Linked DNA regions of Mus musculus: region 2 is linked to region 1. The links are chromatin contacts, called in public Hi-C maps. All regions are on one chromosome and are shown on one strand. The core of a region is the stretch at or near the end of the contact, and the rest is flanking DNA. Distances in the headings are between cores, read along the strand shown. Region 1 has its middle 5.4 kb from the start of Gm41504. Region 2 has its middle 81 kb from the start of Gm31641.

Region 1 (6,797 bases), core at 1,827-4,326:
AAGTAGACTCTAAGAATGTCCATTGCTTTTTTGATAAAATTCCCAGGCGTAACACACTCTCCCCCAGAAGAGTGTAATAGTGTTGGTCTGGTCTTTCCCAGCCAGAGCTTCCCTGCTTTCTTCCTTTCATGCTCTGAGAAGCTGATCCAGGTACCCTGAAGTCACTGGGAGGAAGAGGGGGGAAAAGGCAGTGGGTCAGAGGCCGAGTGAGGGCTGGAAGCAAGAGCCTTCGTGTTGCCACAGGAGGGTCTTGTGTTGGGACTAGAGGCTGTGTTGATGCCCACTTCCTCTTAGCACCTGCTAAAAAGCCGACCATTTCTTCCTGCCAAGAATTTTGGGACTGACATAGAAAGGACAGAACTGAAAAATTATAAGGGGTTTTCTTGTTTCTGTGTTTCTCTCTACTCACTTTTTAAGTGTTTCAAATTTTGATGTAAATTTGTATTATGTGTCTGTGTGTAGGTATATGCATGTGAGTGCAGTGTTCCTGGGGGCCATGAGAGGGCGCTGGAGATCCTGGAGCTGGAGTTACAGGCAGTTGTGTGTAAGCATATATTTTTTCCAACCTACTTTAACAAGTGTTCAACCTCCCCTCTAGCCTACCACCCACCAGAGGAAGTGGAAAGGAAAAGTTATTAGGACACGGGGGAAGTGGACCTGCTGAGAAATAGTTCCTTGTGGGAGAATCCAGTCTTCGTTGTCAGGATATCAGTAGCTGCAGTCCAGGCCTCTGGGCAGGCACCACACACGAACCAGCAAGGGCAGCTCAATCCAGAAGAAACCATAAGGCTTGCCAACCGGCCAGAGGCCACAGAAGTGGCAAGACGCTGCGGGAACCTCATGCAAAGTTCTTTGGTGAGTTTCTCACTATGGCATCACCATGAGTGAAGCTCAGCAATGCAGTGTAAAGCGAACTGATACATACCTGTCAGCAAATTGATACATACGTGTATACATACATGTTGGCAAACCAATACATACCTGTCATTAGCCAAGAAGAATATCCAGGTGGACCAAAGCTAACCAAGGCTCCAAGCTCCCACTGCCTGTGGGGACATATTTACACCATCAAGTGTCCTTTCACCTGGGTCTGCTTCAGGAAAACCTTCCACGTGTCCACTTTAGCAAAGCATCCCATCATCTGTGTGCCCCAGCAAAACCTCATTTGACATAACTGGCTTTCCAAAAAAACCAGAAGGTTCCACCTCGGTTGTGAGCCCTCTGATGTGGGTGCTGGGAACTGAGTCGGGTCTTATGCAAGAGCAGTCTTATCTCCTCTCGTCACTCTCTACTTCGCCGCCGTTTAGGACAAAGCCTCTTCCTGAACCGAGAGCCTAGCAATTTGGCTAGACTCCCTGGCCAGTGAGCGTCAGTGATCCCGTTGTCTACCTCCTGTTCCCTAGTCCTGGGGTTATGGGGACCTGCCACCATGGGGGGCTTTCCATGTAAACTGAAGTCAGGCGGTTGAGGGTTCAATGCCCCTAACTTTGACTTCTTCTTCCTGCTCAGGTTTGAGGACTTCCCCTAACTTCTGAGCCATTAGCTTCTCTCTGACTAGGGTAGGCTCTGATTAGTGTCCTCTCATGGTGTACTCTGCCCTCCTGTGACAAGTATGTGCCCACGATCCCTCTAAGCATTGCCGTTCCTGCTGTGGCCCTGAAGTTGGTCTAACCCCTGTCTAAGGACATACGGTTGAGTCTGTGGCCATGATATCAGGGACTCCTGGGGTTCCTAAGCTGCTTTTAAGGTACCTGTGGTGTCAGAAGGCTTTATTCATAACAGCCCTAAGGCTGTTCAACTTTCTTCCCTCCTGAACATTTTTCAAGGACTCCATGACTTGTGACAGAGGCACAGACCGGCCACGGGAGCAAGACTCTAGAATGACACATAATGCCAAGTGTGAAGCTCTTATTCTAGAAAATGTGGGTTTTTTTTTCCCCCATAAGAGTGTCATGTATATGGGCACTGATTTTCTTTTTAAATTTAAACAGTTTTCTCAGTTTCAATATGGCAAAGATTGAGTGCCATCTCTCATGTAAACAAAAGCTTCCTGGCATCTTAGAAGAAGGCTTTGAGCCTGAGTTTCTCTGCTTTCCCTCTGCATACCTTAGGTAGAAAGAAAAAAGGAAGATTGTGAACGTTCCCCGGGCCACATTTGGCCTGTGCTCAGTGTGAGGGGCTCAGTGGGACTGCTTGAACTTCATGGTATTGCAATCTCATGGGCATGGAGCCTTGATGGTCACCTACTCCGACTCCTTTGGGCCCTTTCAAGACACCTTGCATAATAGATCCTGAGACACACTGGTGACACACAAGGTATACTATATGCAACGTGAGGCAGAACAAATGGCCCATAGTGAGACTACTTGCATAGGCAGTAACAGGGTAGGGAGGGTCCTAATCCAGTATGCTTGGTGGCTAGACTAGACCTGCCGGGAAGAGTGTGTAGAGAGGAGAAAGACATCGGGGTGTGGCTCCAATCCTGTAACTAAAACTTGGCAATGACCTGGTCTGGAAGGTGGGTCTGGTGCCTTTGAGGGCACACCCCTGCTGATAATGTCAAAGACAGACTCCAGAACTGTTAGAGAGGATGATTCTGCTACTTAAATCCTGAGGTCAGGAAGCCTGTGAATGACGATGCTGGACTTGCCTGTCACAGAGAGCAGTTCTCATTGGAGAGGTTGTCTGTTAGTCCCACTCATTCCTGTGCAGGGAAGAATAGCCTTCAGGCAGAGTTGGTGAGACTGCCTTTAGCCCAATGTTGGAAGCTTCTTCCTGGGCTGTGGGCTACCTCTGCAGCAAGCAAGCTCTCGAGAGCTGATTTACACAGATCTCATGACCTGGCCCCCCAGAGCTATCATGAAACAGCAAGATGGCCTGGGTCATTCATGGCTCTGGGAGGCTACAGGCCAACCAGGGCAAGCCTTACCCTTAACCCTGGGAGCTCACAAGTGGGACATAGTTCCAGAACTCTGCATCGTTTGTGAAGCTTTGGGAGGGGGGGGATCCTTTAAAGGCACCCACCGAGTCTTTGTGTGCTGGGGTAGGCTGCAAACAAGTTATTCTGAGCCAGCACAGGCTGTGCTGTTAGCAGTAATAGTATTTTACTGCTGGTATCCTGGAGAAATGTTGGGTTGGGGGAGAAGAGCAGAGATGAGTTTAAAAATAGAAAGCTGTAATTAGCCAAGCATGGGTTTGTTCTTGAAGGCATCAATTACTACGGCAACCACACACCCCAGATTCTGCAGGGCAGGCTCCGTGAGTGGATCCTGACTTTTTACAGGAATTAGGCTCTGCTGAGTGTCTAATGGGATTTAACATTGCACAGGTCTGTGTTGCCACTGACACATTAATTCACAGTCGCAAACAAACTCCATGTCATGTCATGACTCTGCCTTTTTGTTATGGAAAAAAAAAAGTCATCCTGGTCTGATGCCCTGGGCTGTGGTCCTGTCCTGTGGTTGAGAACCAATTATGAAGAATTAGGAAGGTGTTTGTCAAATGCAGGGCTCTGGAAGTCTAAGGTGGGAGTCCCACCTAAGTTTTTGGCTTAACGTTTTGTGGGATACAGAGCCAAGGAGCTAGCTTTCCAGTTTCTGCTGTACTGGGCACAGACCATCTTCCAGAGGGCTGCCCGGCACAGACATGTAATCTGCTCTTTCTTCTGTCAGGCATGCAGGTGCCCGCTGGGTATGTGCTTAAAGGGACACATCAGAGTCTGGGGGACCAGAGAGAAGGAGCATTCCTGTTAGGGACAGAGGGTGCTGCTGCTGTAAGCCATAAACTCAAGGACACATATGGGGCTGGGAAAGTTATTTTCCATTTCCTGCAGATGACAGAGAGGCCAAGAGTCTAGGCGTCAAGGACTGGGAGAAGGTGGGGGAGCCCCCCTGCAATGGTGGGGGAGCCCCCTGCAATGGTGGGGGAGCCCCCCTGCAATGGTGGGGGAGCCCCCCTGCAATGGTGGGGGAGCCCCCTGCAATGGTGGGGGAGCCCCCCTGCAATGGTGGGGGAGCCCCCCTGCAATGGTGGGGGAGCCCCCTGCAATGGTGGATGGTCACTTTATCAATAGAAATCTATATTTCCCTCACTTTTAGTCTTGCTGTAAATACCTGCTAGAAAGGGACATTTGATCTAGGTCACAGTTCTCAACCTGTGGGTCACCTTTGGGGTTGAATGACCCTTTCATAGGGGTCTCCAAGACCATCAGAAAACAGATATTTACATCCCGATTCATAACAGTAGCAAAACTGCAGTTATAAAGTAGCAATGAAAATAACTTTATGATTGGGGGTCTCCACAACGCAAGGGACTATATTACAGGGTTGTAGCATTGAGAAGGTTGAGAACCACTGATCTAGGGAATTAAAAACAATTATTAAAAATTTTATAACAATATATTTTGATTATATTCTTTCCTCTCCCCCAACATTTCCCAGATCCTTCCCACCTCCCTACCTAACCAACCGTACATTTTCTCTTCCTGTAAAAACAACCCCACCTAAGTAAAACAATATACAAAAAAAAAAAGTAAAAACAATAAAAAGAAAAGAAACCCCAAATCACCAAACAACGAAACTAAACCCACAAAACATGGAGGTCTGTTTTGTGTTGACCAAGTACTCCTAGGCACAGGGCCTGCCCTGGAGTGTTGTTGATGTGGCCAGTGTCACTCCTTTGAGGACCTCTCACTTGCAATAACTTCTTGGTCAGGGGCGGGGCTTTCGGTTCACTTCCCCTCTTAGTGCTGGGACCTGGTCTGGCCTGACTCAGTGCAGGGCTTCCAGGAGCTGTATTGTCTGAGTTCACCCGTGCTGGTTCCTGGGAGTCAGCCTCTCACTCTTACAGTAATTCTGTCTTTTCTTCTGGTAGATTTCTGGGTTTTGAGGAAGGGGTCCGATGAAGATATCCCAGTTAGGGCAGAGTGCGTTAGGGAGGTCTCTCACCCTCTGCACATTGCCCAGGGGTATTTTGTCACCATCTGCTGCAAGAGGGAGATTCTCTGATGAGGGTTGAGTGATGCTCTGACCTGAGTCACAGCTGGTGTGACAGCTGTCTGGTCCAGGGACTTTTTTTTTCTTTTTTCTTTTTCTTTTTGGTTTTTTGAGACAGAGTTTCTCTGTGCAGTCCTGGCTGTCCTGGAACTCACTCTGTAGACCAGGCTAGCCTCGACCTCAGAAATCCACCTGTCTCACCTCCCAAGTGCTGGGATTACAGGCGTGCGCCACCACTGCCCGGCTAGGTCCAGGGACTTTTGTTGGAAATAAGAGCTAAAATAACGATGGACACATGGAGTCTACAAGGAAGGCTGACCTGACCTGACTTAACTCCTTGCCTCCCAAGCATCCCATGGTTCAGCAGTTAAGAGTGCTGCCTTCTAGCCTTCAGACGACTGGCTTGTACATTGGCCCGACGTCCACTCAGCTTCGGGAGGCAGTATCTTCAGACACTAATGTTTGGGGGTCTGAAAGTATGTTCTGTGGGCACCAGTACCCACAGCTGCAGAAGCCCGTGAAGCACAGAATTCCAGCCTCTTCTGACGAAGATTTCAGAGTGGAGGAATGTAGGGAATCTGCATTTGTTACCATACGTAACTCCTTGATTTTCTTGTGCAGCATCTTAACAAGTGGAGCTGAGCTCTGAGCACCCCTACCCTGCAGTCCCTAAATGGGGAGTATTATTTTCAGAGCTCTGAGGCGATGCGTCTGAATTCCTTTGGTCTGAGTGGCATGGCCATGTGTGTCTTTATAAGGCCAGGGCCCTGCCAAAAGATAACCACAGGTGGATCCAAACGGCTCGTGCTGCTTCTAAAGATAGCAATGTCAAATCCTGCCGATGACTCTGTAGGCTCAAATGTGTTCTCAGCTGCACAGCCTTATATAGAGAGGCGAGGCCCCAGGACGGATCTGTGGACACACGCTATAAAGCACCCCCCCCCCTGCTTTCAGAACTCTGACACGTCGTTCTCAGCAGCTGAAGCCATGTGCTGTGACTATCTTTGGAGCCTCCCCAGCCCTGTTTAGTGCACAGCTGAACTGTAACTGTTGCAAACATCTGGAGTGGATGAGATGGGAAAGGAGACCCGCAGTGATTGTGGATTCTGGGGAAGATGGACCAGTGGTGGTGTGGTAGATAGGTTGGGTGAGTCATGCTGGACAAACACCTTATCATGCTCAAATGTTATGTTCTCCAGGCTGCTGTCCTCTCTTCTATTTTAATCAGAGCACTCTTGCCTTTCTGATGTAAATGTATCCATGTTAGAGTTCAGCTCTCAAGTGGCTGCCAAAGGCTCAGAAGTTAAGGCTTTAGCACGAGCGTGGGACATGGGCGAGGGGCTCTGGTACTTTCAGGAGGCGAGGGCTGCTGGAAGGTCTGTGATCCTTTTGGAACTCCCGCTCAGAGCCCACTGGCTGTGCCTCTGATAGGGACCTGCTGTCTTTTGGGAAAGGCACAGACAGCATAGCGCTCGGGCTATGCTGGGAAGTGGGTGGGAGAGGAGAGGAGCAAGAGAAAGGTAAGGTCAGGAACCAAGAGAAAGCTTATCAGCTCCCGGACTCTAGAATCACCTGGGAGATGGGTCTCTGCGTACACCTGTGGGGCACTCTTGATGGTGCTCAGTGAAGTGAGCAGAGCCCACGCCTTCATTGTGGGCGAGACCATTCCCTAGGCAGAGGATCTTGGACTGTATTAGACGGAGAACACCACCAAATATTCCTCCTCCTGTTTCATGACTGTGGGTGCCCTGTGACCAGATGCTTCAAGCTCTTGCCACTGTGGCTCCCGCTTATGGGTTCCCC
Region 2 (6,797 bases), core at 2,779-5,278, 620 kb after region 1:
GCCAGGGATGCTGATGTTGGTTCTGGATGAAGGTATAAACTCCAGAAAAGAAATAGAGGGTGAAGGAGCTCTAGATGGGTGATTCGCCAGGATGAGGGGGCTGGAGCCACATGAGAGCAGCCACAGGACCTCTTCCTGGGAGATGCGGGTGACTTGGCATCAGAGTAGCGCAGGCCACACAAGCTCTTCAGATAATAGGTGTTTGGGTTTTCTTGGTAGCCTTTTCTGAGAGCCAAAGAAAGGGTCAGAAAGGGTCAGAATAAGCAGGAGAGTTCGGTCTTGATATGGCATTAAAAAGATGACTGACAGATGGAACAAGAGACATACTTGAGCCAAAGTCCAAGACAAATTAAAGAGTTCTCCACAGCACAATAGCTGAGCTCTGGAACCAGCTTAGGTGTCCATCAGCCGAGGGCTGGGTAAGAGAAACATGACTCACTCACTGAAGGAGAATAAAGTTACGCTATTTACAGGAAAAAATGCATGAAACTTGAGATCATTACATTAAGTGAATTAGATCATTCTCAGGAAGACTAATTTATTTTATCTCACTAGTGGTCCTTAGACCTTAAAAAAACATAAAACCTCGTGAGTGTGTGTGTGTGTGTGTGTGTGTGTGTGTGTGGTGTGTTTTATATATGTGTGTGTAGTTTGTATGTGTTATATATATGTTATATATATTGTTATATGTGTGTGATATGTGTGTTATATATGTGATATATATGTGTGTGCATATGTGTGTTTTACGTGTGTGTGTGTGTGTGTGTGTGTGTGTGTGTGTGTGTGTGTAAGGGTAAGTGTAGGGAACATGAATTAAACTAACCAGTGAAGAAGCTGGAAATAAAAGAGAGTGCTATGTTTTATGGGGCTCAGGTAGTTCAAGAGGACATGAGACTTCAGAATACAAGAGTTACTGGAAGAGTTAACATCATAGACAGACAGACAGAGGGATAAGAACACGAACAGACAGAGGGAAAAAAAGCACGTTGGGGGGTCTGAGAAAAGTTCAGGCCCCAGCACCAGAGATGTCAGGATGGTCTCTGAGACACTCAAAGCCCACATGGGTCAAGAGAGTGCTTCCTATACCTTGTGAGGGTGGCAGAGGCTCCTAGGAAGAGCCAAGAGCCCACCCTGATTCCTAGGGTGGAGGCAGGAAGGATATGAGAACAGCATGAGGCACCTCTTTGATGCAGACTCTGTTCTCAAGTGAGGCCTTGGCACCAGGAAGCACAGAGTCCCTGTAGAGTGACTGTCAACATCTGTGAGAAGAGGCCCGAGTAAGGGCTGAGCAGAGACCAGTCCTGACACTAAGTTCTTTCTGGAATGATGGGGGGGTGTGCGGTGGGTTGGAGGGGGCCTGAGGAACATGCTCAAATTGTGATATATACTGGCAAATAATCAATGAATAAATAGATGATCTAAAAGAAGGTACCGTCCGAGTAACACTGCTCAGTGACAGGGAGGCAAGTGGCCACGAGGAGGACCCAGGTCTCATCTCGGGGCTCAGTACTGACCCATACCTGGAGCTGTGGGCCAGCTAATGTAAAGGAGGGGCAGGGTAAACTCAGAGCTCCACCCAGCAGCACCTATGGCCAAGTGAGCCAGACTGAAGGAAAAGCCTCAAGCCTGACTTAGAGGGAGCTACTCATGGAGGCGGCAGGGGCATTCATACCCAGTAAACCAGATGCACCCAGGGCTGCCCCTGAGATTGCCCAGCACAGTAGAAACAACCCTAGGGTCACATGTGCAGTGTCAACTGGTTCTCTTGGTTAAGAGGACCTAGGGCCTGGGTGAAGTCCTCTCTGAGACAGCACAAGCCAGTCACCCTCCTTCCTCCATTGCTGGGGTTTAAGTGTATCCTCTCATGGACCAAATGTCAGGGATGTAATCTCAAGAGGGTTCTGCTCTTGAGAGGGGGTTGGTGCAGTTTTCCTGTAAGGAGCAGGGTATTTTAGAAGACCAAGCCTGGCCTTCCTTGGTGTGTCTCTGGTTTCCTCACCTCGCCACGTTCTTTTACAGATGCCTCTGCAAAGAACCTGTTCTCCATGTTGGAATACAGTTGAGAGAACACTCACCTGAGCTGGGACCAGGCTATTTAGACTTGCAACTTCCCAGTGAATTTCTTTTCTTTGTAAGGTTATCAGCTTAAGGTATTTTATGACAGTAATGGGTAGTTAACTGACATACCCAATATCCAGTGAGAAGATTCCTAAGAGAGTGACAGCTGTTCGCCCTGTCCTCCTACATTTCTGGCCCTCCCATCCCCACTCTGATTTGACGAGAGCCTGTTGATCTCAAAGCATTCCCAACAGCCATGCTCAAAGCTGCTGGTTTCAGAGAAGTTGGTTGAAAGTAGCTGTCATGGAGCCTCTGGTTACCCTCTAGAGCCAGGCTTCATTAACAACAGTCAGAAGCCCCTTAGCCCCTCCACACTACACTGCATCCTCTGATAGCGCCACATGCCTTGTCGCCTGGACTGCTGGCTCAGAAGCATTCAGGAGCTTTTGCCAGACAAGAAAGACCTCAGGCTCACCCTGGGCCCACACCCGAGTCTGTCTTTTATAAGATCTTAAAGCTACTTCCTTCAGGGCACATTAAACTCTAAGAATCTTTGGTCTCCTCGGTGTCAGCTGTGGTAACTGTACCTTCCCTACCAGTCAGTACCTTGGAGAAAAAAAGACAGACAGACAGAGGGAAGAGAGAAACAAAGGAAGGAAGAAAGGAGGGGAGAAGAAGAAAGGAGAGAAATGGGAGAAAGAAGAGAAAGGAGAACACAGGAGTTTAGGAAGAAGGAAGAGGTAAAGAAATAAAAGGATGCAGAGAAGACAGAAGGAGGCAGTGAGGGAAAGAGATTAAGATGGAAGGAATGGACAAAGGGATAGAGAGAAGAGAGAGTGGGAGACTGGGGAAGTAGGATGTGACAGGGAGAGAAAAGAGGAGAGAGATACAGAAAGGCAGAGACAGCGAGACACACAGAGATGAGAGAGATGCAGAGACAGACAGAGAGCCAGAGACAGAGAGAGAAAGAGAGAAAGGAGAGAGAAGAGATGAGAGAGACAGAGAGACACAGAGAGCGACAGAGACAGCAAGATACAGCGAGAAAGGGAAAAGAGAGAGAAAGACACACAGAGAGACAGAGACAGACAGAGAGACACACAGAGAAAGCGAGAGACAGAAAGAGAGAGAAGAGAGGAGAGATACAAAGAGAAACAGAGAGAAAGAGAGAAAGAGAGAGAGGAGAGAGAGAGAGAGGGAGGAGAGAGAGACACAGAGACAGAGAGACAGATTTCACGTTCAGCCTGATCTTTAACATCTAAAGCTTTAGCCAGTGGATGACACTGCAGGGTGGGACTAAGGACCTTGGAATGAGAGGCCTCCTTTTTCACTGCCTTCCTCTTCCTAAAACTCAAGCTTATTCACAGTTCCTGTAAAGGATATTAAGCCTCGGAGATTACAGGCACTTCGTCACTGGGGGATCGGGAAGGGGAAGGGATCGCACTAAACCTAGAGTTAGCCTGAGTGCAACTAATTGAAACCCTCAATTAATAGGATCAGCTTCCGCCTTCAGGACAAAAGCAAACACTACGAAGACAAATTAGCACTGGGATTTTTCCGTCATCCCCCTCTGGTGACATTCTGAACGCACTGACTACTGGGTACACAAGGAGCTTTGTGGGTTGTTGACAGCAGGCTGGGAAGACCAGGCTTGCCAGCCTCGCTCTGGATGGGCCTGCCACCTTAGCAGGCTGCGTCCTGTCTGAGCTTCATTTCTGGCCTGTGCAGTAGGGACTAAAATAACAACCATCTATTCAGAGAGCCTTGGCTGAGAGAAGTTGGGCTTGCTCCCAGGTCTGGGTTCCCTTCAACCTCCCTGTCTCCAGATCCTCCTGTCAAAGCACAGCTTGGGTGCACTGTACGCGCGCGCGCGCGCACACACACACACACACACACACACACACACACACACACGGTCTGAGTCCGCCAGCAGAGGGCGTGTTTTCCCCACAGCCTGGGGTTGAGGCGAAGGCTTTTTCTGTTTAAAACCAAAGCTACCCACAAAGGATGGGATAAGGGTAAAGAGTGCTACCGGAGGTGCTGAGCTGGTTTAGGAAACACTGGCACCACCTTCTGGAACATCGCGGTATTGACGTCCCCGTGGAAGAAAGCTGGTTTCCGGCAGGCATAGTGTGTCTTGCGCCAATCTTGGAACCTCAAGGCTCTAACAGTTTTCTTTTCTTTTCCTCTGTCATTTTCCAATCTCCTCTCACTCTTAGTTTTTCCAGCCAGGCTGACCTGGAATTTGCTGTGTAGCAGAGGGTGACCTTGAACTCCTGATACCCCTGCTTCCATTGCCCAAATGCTGGGATCAACAGGCACGAGCTACCTTACCTGCAGTTTTTCCTCTTATATTCCTGTACCTCCTGGGATATAGCCAGAGTCTTACGCATACTGAGCTAGTGCTTTAATTCTGTATGTATTCTATCTCAGCCTCTGGTAATCACTCTTTACCGGGGTTTTGCGTGTCTTCCTTCTGTTTCCCAATGCAAGCCTTTCCCTGACTGTCTGATTAAGCGCAGCCTCTATAGTGAGGACTCTGTGAGTGTTTTATGCTCCCCCTTCCAGTAGAGGGCCCTTTCATCTCACAGACTGTTCAAAGCTCTGTGGCAAGGCAGTTAGGTGCTGGCCCCGGAACTGAGAACTCCACCTCCAGTCAATGTTCTGTTTCGACGTGGTGACTTAGGCAGGTGAGAGTCCCTGTCGCCTCAGTTTCCTTGTCCATAACAAGGCTGACTGCAGAAGCCACCCGGAATAGTCAGACACCCAGAAACCAGGACCCTATTTTCAGACTCAGCTGGGGGCACCTGGGAGCAAGGGTGGAGCCTACAGCAGAACTAGAGATAGGACCAGCCTCTTCTCTGCCTGGCCAGACTCAGTTTCCTTGGCCACCTCGTTTAACAATTGGCTACTAAGTGAGCAGAGGCCATTATGTACTGTGTTAAAATAAGACCATTCCGGGCAGTCTGACTAAAATCATTCCCCATGCCTGTTTGCTCCATTAGATCACATGCATACATTTCCCCAGTTAAATTAATCGGAATGATGGACTCCATCTTTAAAGGCAATGGAATAATAAATTGCCGTTATCCAAACAGGGAAATAGGCTCTGTGGGAGAGCGTCACACCGCAGCTTCACGGTGCTCTACTACGCGAAGGTCTCCTTTCTACCCGCACTCTCTCACTCAGAGAAATCAGCCCTTTAAAATTGCAGGCGTCTGATGGAGCAATAGAGAATGAACCTACACAGACTGAAGGATGCTGGGAGTCCAGACCCACGCTTTGTGAAGAACCACAAGTCTGTGACCACAGAGATGTCTTGCCATCATGCTCTTCCTGAGGGCATCAAAGAATTGGTCTCTGCTATTACTGGAAACCCTGAGGGCAGCACCACTGGGCCACTTGGGCTGGCTCTCTTCCCCTCAGAGACTGCCCCTCTGCCCTGTTATTCAGTGGAGTAGCAAGTCCCATAGGGAAAGCCCAGTGATATAGTGGAGATGTGGGTCCATGTTCCGCCTCGCCGCTGGGGTGTGTGAACGCCGCTCCGGAAGACAAAATGCAGGGGCGCTAGGCTACGTTCCATCTTCATCACCATCTGGGTGTCTGGAACACTTGATACTCGCTCAGGGAAGATGGAAGGCAGCCTAAGATGGGGACCCCAACCCCGGTGAGAAACCGCACAGGCTGGAGCCAAGGCTGTGGTTCTCAAAGCTCCCAGGCACCCAGACGCTGCTGGACTTCATGAGATGGGAATGGGCCCCCTCAGGCCAGTGCTGAGCCTAGGGTTGGAGGGTGTGGGGAATCTGACTTAGCCTAGAGTGAACGTCTAGAGCTCAGGGGCCTTCTGCGCCGTGTGACTCTGTAATGAAGGCCTTTCCCCACATCAGGTCTTATGAGAGAGACAGTCCTTGCTTGTTCAAATTGTTTATTCATAGTGGAAAAATGGATGCATACAACTTACTCAGGGTGGACCAGAGGTTAAATACCTTTTGCAGGAGGGAATGTCTGGGAAAGGGAACCTTATTGGCTAAACCCTGAGGCGGCCCGTCTAGATACCCCATTAGCATGGAGAACTCTAGGCTCTAAGCTACATGACCAGTTGCCACGGTCTTCTTAGTGGGGTGTCGTGGTCACGTGCTCCGGCACAGGAACTGGATTGGGAGCAGATTCAATCGCCTTCTGTTATCAATTGTGAGACTTGCTGGGATTTCTTAATCTGCCCGACCTTCCCAGTTTTTCTGTCTAGTGATATGGTTCTCCTTGCCTCACATGGAGACAGTGACTGGATCTTGGAAGGTGAGGCCTGACAATCTGCAAGAGGCATAGTTCCAATGACTGCCATGTCCCCGTCCCCGTCCCCCCCCCCCCCCCCTCCGCACAGCCTGGTGACCATAAGTGAATCTGCCCAGCCAGGGCTTCTCCTTGCTTCTTCTTCTTTAGGGTCATTTTCTAATTAAAGAAAAACTATATTCACTCTCTTCCCCACAGAGTGTGAGCTAGACAGTATTGCATGAAATTGACTCATACAGGCAGGAGCCCAGAGACATACATGTAGGGACACATGCTGACACGTTCCGGCTCTGCTCGGGTTCAGATGTGAGGAAGGTCTATTACACGCACTGCAATCCAGAGCGGAGAATCCTCCACCTTTTGGCACTGATGGAGCACAAAGTGGAGGAGAGGGCAAGCCAAATCAGGTGACAAAATGTCAGAGAAGAGGGGATGGAGGGAGGGAAGGGGGA

The links. Hi-C and Micro-C count contacts between places; a contact is called where the count stands out from the background.
Region 2: a contact with region 1 is called in a Hi-C map of cortical neurons, with 3 times the contacts expected there. The contact joins two enhancer-like sites. A contact is called at or near these places in 8 of 484 Hi-C or Micro-C datasets (CD4 T cells, Th1 cells, cerebral cortex and 2 more) and 6 of 115 datasets of contacts at active chromatin or transcription factors (astrocytes, embryonic basal ganglia, embryonic fibroblasts and 3 more).

The regions. Positions count from the first base shown.
Region 1 is chr16:94,715,940-94,722,736 of GRCm38.p6, forward strand. No RefSeq gene overlaps it. Among named protein-coding and RNA genes, the nearest start is that of Gm41504, 5.4 kb to the left of the region's middle. Within about 2 kb of position 3,077, at least 12 of the 459 cell types and tissues checked have an H3K27ac peak or open chromatin away from gene starts, as enhancers often do. A contact at or near this core is called in cortical neurons, where this site is marked.
Region 2 is chr16:95,337,578-95,344,374 of GRCm38.p6, forward strand. No RefSeq gene overlaps it. Among named protein-coding and RNA genes, the nearest start is that of Gm31641, 81 kb to the left of the region's middle. Within about 2 kb of position 4,029, at least 55 of the 459 cell types and tissues checked have an H3K27ac peak or open chromatin away from gene starts, as enhancers often do. A contact at or near this core is called in cortical neurons, where this site is marked.